Linked DNA regions of Cricetulus griseus: region 1 is linked to region 2. The links are chromatin contacts, called in public Hi-C maps. All regions are on one chromosome and are shown on one strand. Each heading gives the region's core, a stretch centred on a gene start, on an enhancer-like site or on the middle of the called end of the contact. The rest is flanking DNA. Distances are from core to core; before and after follow the strand shown. Region 1 holds the start of Man2c1 (alpha-mannosidase 2C1). Region 2 overlaps Cspg4 (chondroitin sulfate proteoglycan 4).

Evidence for each region. A called contact is a pair of places that touch in the nucleus more often than the background predicts.
Region 1: a Hi-C map of the CHO-K1 cell line shows a contact between it and region 2, with 5 times the contacts expected there. The contact joins the promoter of Man2c1 here to the enhancer-like site in region 2. A contact is called at or near these places in 3 of 8 Hi-C or Micro-C datasets (the CHO-K1 cell line and liver).

What each region holds. Positions count from the first base shown.
Region 1 is chr4:168,659,274-168,661,973 of CriGri-PICRH-1.0, reverse strand. Man2c1 (alpha-mannosidase 2C1) reads right to left here and starts at 1,258. Exons shown (of 26, transcript XM_027414997.2): 1 at 1,122-1,258; 2 at 718-840; 3 at 265-388. The coding sequence starts at 1,222. It overlaps LOC118238689 (a long non-coding RNA gene), which reads left to right and starts at 1,328. Exons shown (of 2, transcript XR_004769622.1): 1 at 1,328-1,469.
Region 2 is chr4:168,413,056-168,415,758 of CriGri-PICRH-1.0, reverse strand. It overlaps Cspg4 (chondroitin sulfate proteoglycan 4), which reads right to left. Exons shown (of 10, transcript XM_027415011.2): 7 at 2,648-2,703; 8 at 2,378-2,544. Among named protein-coding and RNA genes, the nearest start is that of Cspg4, 30 kb to the right of the region's middle. Within about 2 kb of position 1,323, at least 3 of the 6 cell types and tissues checked have open chromatin away from gene starts, as enhancers often do. A contact at or near this core is called in the CHO-K1 cell line, where this site is marked.

The sequences.
Region 1 (2,700 bases), core at 9-2,508, 250 kb before region 2:
AAGAGACTCATTACTCTTGGGAAGATAATTTAATGCCTTACTTTATAGTATTCTAGAATGATCTGAAATTTCTCCAGTAAGTATGTACTAAAAACAATAAAAATAGCTTATGAAAACTTGGGGTTTGTAACATTGGCATCCAAATGGCAATTCCCTCAGACCTGAAACATGAAACCACTCTGGAGACCCAGTCATTCAGCTGTGACTTCTCCAAAAATCAGGGCTAATCTGTGGCAGTGTCTGGGTCGGAGGGGTGTACCTCACCTGAACAGGTTCCCCATCACGCCAGACAAGGCTTTCACCATCACTTTGCCAGCAAAGATGAACTTCCTGGCCCACCCATGCTTCGGGAATGACCAGTTCTACCCGGAACCAGCAGGTCCACCATCTGTAAGAGAATTATTGTGATAGGCCTAGGAGGAGTGGAAACCCTGTTCTGACATAGTTCCTTGAATTAAATGTCAGCAGGTCCTTCAGTATCTGCAGCTATTACAAGGTACTCAGCTTTGAGCCACAAGAACAGAGACATGGTGGAGAACAAAGATGAAAGGAAAAGATCATTCATCTAAACCTAAGGAGGGAAAGGGGCAGAGGCGGTCGGGATGAAAGGATCCGAGCAGAGGGCGCCACTCTCCGTCATATAGCAGTCTGGGGCCCAAGACAACGAAGTGCTGAGGACTTAGAGGGCGGGGCTTTCCCAGGCTGGGTGTTACCCACGTGGGTCCGAAGCGGTCGCCGACTTGCGCAGGGCTGAAGTCCTGCTGCACCGCCTCCCCGTAGGTAAGCCTCTCCGAGGTTAGGAAGCTGGAGAGTGTCACCGGGCAGCTGTCCCCGAAAAGCCTGGGCAGAAACCAATGGGGGCGTGTTTGAAGCCGCCCCCTTTCCACCCGAGCGCCAGAAGACGGAACGGAAAACGCTCTCTCAGCCTAACGCCGTGAGGACTGCCTGGCAGCTCAGCAGCATATGCCACCCTCTCTCTACCCGCTGCTCCCCAGCCCTGCCTTGTTCGCGGAGGACACTTTGTTCTGCGGCCCCGGTGGCCACAAGCCTGGGTTTCCCTCCGGAAGGGAAGGGACGAGCGCGCGGTTGCGGTTTGCGGCTACGCAGACCAGGGGCCACACCTGCCGCGGAGGTTACAGTCGGTGAAGTAGGCCGGGGACACGAACTTCTGCACCCGCTCAAAAGTGGTGCGCCAATGTTTCAAGAACGGCGCTACCGCCATGGCGATGCGCCCACTTCTCTCCTGGGAAGATCCTTGGTGCTGCCGGCTCGCTGCACCGCCTAGAACCGAAGGTTCCGGCATTCAACCAGCACCTTCCTGACCCGAGCAGCTTTTCTTGGGACACCAGCAGCTTTTGTAAGATGCAGGCTTTGGGGAGCCAATCTGGTGAAACCCGGAAGCTGCGCCTTCGCAGTTCTCATCTCATTCAGCTGTCAGACAGCTGGGCAAATTGTCCTTAAATAAAATGGTAAGTTTGAGCTGTGATGTGGTTCGGTAAGGAGAGGGCTTGCCTAGGATGCAGGAAGCCCTGGGTTCCTGGAGGCGGGAGTGTTAATTGAAGGATATCCGCGGTAACATAGCAATTTGAGGAGAGCCTGGGCTACTAAAGACTGAAAGCCGAGGGATATGGATGGAATCCCTGGAAGGTCCTGGAAAAAGATATAGGGCCAATCAAGAGTTAATTTGCTTTCCAGTAGCTTTACCTAACTCGAGTACTAGCAGTACCTTCATAACATGAAAGGCGCAAGGCTGCCCCCGGTGTGTTCAAACGAATCGGCAATGTATTGAGATGGGGGAAGGGGAATTTGTACCCCCGATAACCCTCCTTCTATTACATACATCACTGTTGCCCATCACCAAAATGTATTTTTTGACCTGATGAAGCAGGTCAACAAGTGCAGAGAAGTTTTAAGCCAGCCTCCAGCTTTACTGTCTACCAGAGTATCTGTAAAAATCACTACAAGAATAAACAAAGGGGAAATCTAATCAGCCTGTTTTAACGAAAATAACTGGATTTGCACTTCAAAGTCAGATTACTTAAAAAAATGACCAAGTGCTCCGGTGTGGTGGCACAAGCCTTTAATCCCAGCACTGGTGGGACAAGCAAAGGAGGCAGGGGGATCTCTGAGTTCAAGACCAGCCTGGTCTACAAAGCGAGTTCCAGGACAGCCAGGACTGTACAGAGAAACCCTGTCTCAAAAAGTCAAAAACTAAATAAAAATGGATTATCAAAAGTCATTTAAACATACCCTTCTGCTTTATGAAACCTTGACCAAAGTTACCTGTTTTATTGGTCAAAAGGACTTTTTCTCTTGAACTATCTGAAATCCTACCCTGACCTGCAGGAAGGTGCTGTTGCTACAACAATTTGGTAGCAACAACCAAGGCTGCCTCTACTCAGATCTATTTTCATGTAGGCCAGCATGGTCTTGAGGGAGCAGAGAGGTGAAATATGGTTGAGGAAATCATACTTTCAGTCTTCTGACATACTGCCTCAGCCACGGTTCTACAATGCTTTTCCATTAGGCTTTTTATTGCCTTCAAGAGTGTCTTGCCCCCTGTGACAAAAACACCTGTGTTCCCAGAACTTTGAAGTTTTGAAGTAGCCTGGGCTATGTGTGACCCTGTGTCAGATAAATAAAAGCTCACTTTGTATCTTGAAACCCCAGGAGTCAATTTTTTTTCCCTTATGGTCGTGT
Region 2 (2,703 bases), core at 74-2,573:
ATCCATGAGACCTCAACTCCCTGTCACATCCACAGCAGCACCCATTCTTTAGGGCCACTTGTATGCTGAACACCAAGTAATATAATAATCTTTGTTTCTGTAAAGAATCTGTTTCCTTTACCTTCTAATCAAGACACATCCTCATGCCTTATCTTTGTCTTTCCCCTTTTAGGAGACACAGAAAGTTTTCCCTTTCAGCAAAACAGGGCTTGTATAATAGTAAAAGGGAGACGGAGTGGGATTGATGCAAGTGAGCAGTCTTAGAATCCCACAGTATTGCAGTCGGGCTGTGCTGTCTACACTGGGGGCAGACTGAGGGACTACACTGAGGGATTCTTCCTCAGTGGTTTGCTACATGAAGGTACACAGGCATTGGAAGAATCGGGATATCGGTTTTGTGTGAAATTTCCTAAGGCTTCAATGCTGACAACTAATATTAAAATATTAAATGTAATCTGGGCAGTGGTGGCAGTGCATGCCTTTAATCCCAGAACTCGGGAGGCAGAGGCAGGTAGATCTCTGCTCCGTGAGTTCGAGGCCAGCCTGGTCTACAGAGTGAGTTCCAGGACAGGCTCCAAAGTGACACAGAGAAACCCTGTCTCAAAAAAAAAAAAAAAAAAAAAAAAAAAAAACCATAAAATAAGATTGTTTCTAATTTAAGTAAAAATTTATAAACAAAACAAAACAAAAAACTAAAGACAACAACAAAAATTTAAATGTAGTGTGTATTCAAATAAAACACATCTATGGACCAGATGTGTCCTAAAGGACTGAAGACTGCCTGCCACTTGTAACCTCTGGACCAGGCTCACGGTGGGTATGGTGGGAAATGCAGCAGCAGTTGGTGGTGGAGGTCAATGTGATGTTTGGCGACTATCAGTGCCTGGATGGGAAAAAGGCAGAGCTCAGGCCAGGTGTGCAGGGGTCTCCCAAGCTATGGGAAACAGTACCCTTAGGTGAAGGGGACTTGGATGAGCAGTCAGAAGGCTTAGTCTTGGTTTTGCTTCTTACTAGCCGTGTGCACTGCATAGAGTCAGCTGACTTCCAAACGATATTCTTGCCTGCACATTGAGGCTATCTGAGTCCTGCTCCATCCAGCCCAGAGTCTTGAAGGGCAGTGGGACTGTCAAGCTACTGCTGCCTGCCATCTTCCAGTGGAGGAGGGTGCCTGTGCCACGTAGCCTCTTTCCAACCTGCTTGGGTGGCACTGCCAGTCTGGCCCCCTGGTGGCCATTCAGTCTAATGTTGCTGCAGTGTGTGTGGGACTGCTGGATGGGGGAGGGACACTTGTGGCCTTGTCCTATTCTCTCCTCCTTCCTGGTCTCTGATGACAAGGCTCCCAGTGACTCACAGCATACAGCTGCCCTAGCCACTGGCCGATTTCACTGTGGAAGAGGAGGCACAAGGGCCTATGGTAGATGCCAGAGCCCAGGAGAAGAAAGAACATAAACCTAGCTGATGAGGTGACACACCCAAGAAATCTTACTTCACCCTAGCTAATCCATCTTCCTCCTCTGAGCTACCTGCTGGGTGGGAGCTGCTCTCCTCCTGCTAGCTCCTTCATCCAGTTACTTCTCAGGGTGAGCACACACCCTGAAGGGGTGGGAAGGAACTTGTAGAGCCCAGGAGGCCTCCGAGGTAAAAGAGTGCTGGAAAGAGACCAAGGGGGGTGGGTCCTGCCATTTTTCAAGGGCCAGGGTAAACCCCTCTGGAAAGTTCTTGGAACAGCACCACAATGCTGCAGAAGGAGAGGCAGGGCCAGCTGCATCCTTTGAATCCTGCTTATATAGAAATAACTGGTATCATGCCCTAGTTTTATGTGACCACACGGCCTCTAGGTGGGAGCACCAAGTGTGTTGTTTGCCCAGAAGAGCCTGTCCTCCACCATGGCCCCGAGGAGCTTCTCACAGTGCCTTAGACCCTGGTAAGTGACAGCTGGCCCTGCTGGTTAGCACAGACAGCCCTGATATCTCATCACCTCACTCAGCCTCTACTTGAGGCTGGAAATTATAATTTGATTGGTAGTCCTGGTTGCCCTAGGAACCTTGCTCCAAAGAGTGGATAACAGTGCCCCTCAGCTTGGCCCACTCTGCCTGGACTCATCTGCCCCCAGCTTGCTCTGTTTCTCTCTGGCACCTGCCCTGAGCCCCAAGCCCAACTTTATCTCAAACTCAGTTTCACTGAAGCAAACTCAGCCCTGCCCTAGCTGCTGGGGTGCCCCTGCTTCTCCTTACTGCGGCCTTTTTAGCATCTAGGATCAAGCTACAACTATCCCTGAGCTAGAAAAGCTCAGCTGCCTGTGAGGTATGTGCTCAGGCTGGCAGCCACCTGAGGTAAGTTTGGGGTCTGTGTCTTGGCTGAGGGGTGAGGCCCTTACCTCAGCCTGGGTGAAGTTCACCAAGGCCTCCTCTGCACTGCCTTGCTGGGCATGGAAGAGTCGACCAAGTTGGGGGCCTCTTACCACCCGGTAGAGCAGGTGGCGGGGGTCAGTGCCTGTGCTGGAACTAGCTCTCAGGCTCTGGCTGCTGAGTGGCTGCACAGACTCTGAAAAGCACAAAGGAGCCTGTCAGCTTTTGACATGAGCCAAGGCCAGGGTCCTGCTGTGCCACCCTCAATTCTGCCCCAGCTACACAGCATGCAGACCTACCTGGACAGACAGTCAACTTCCGGCTGCCCTCCAATGAGAGAAGCACTTGCTTCTGG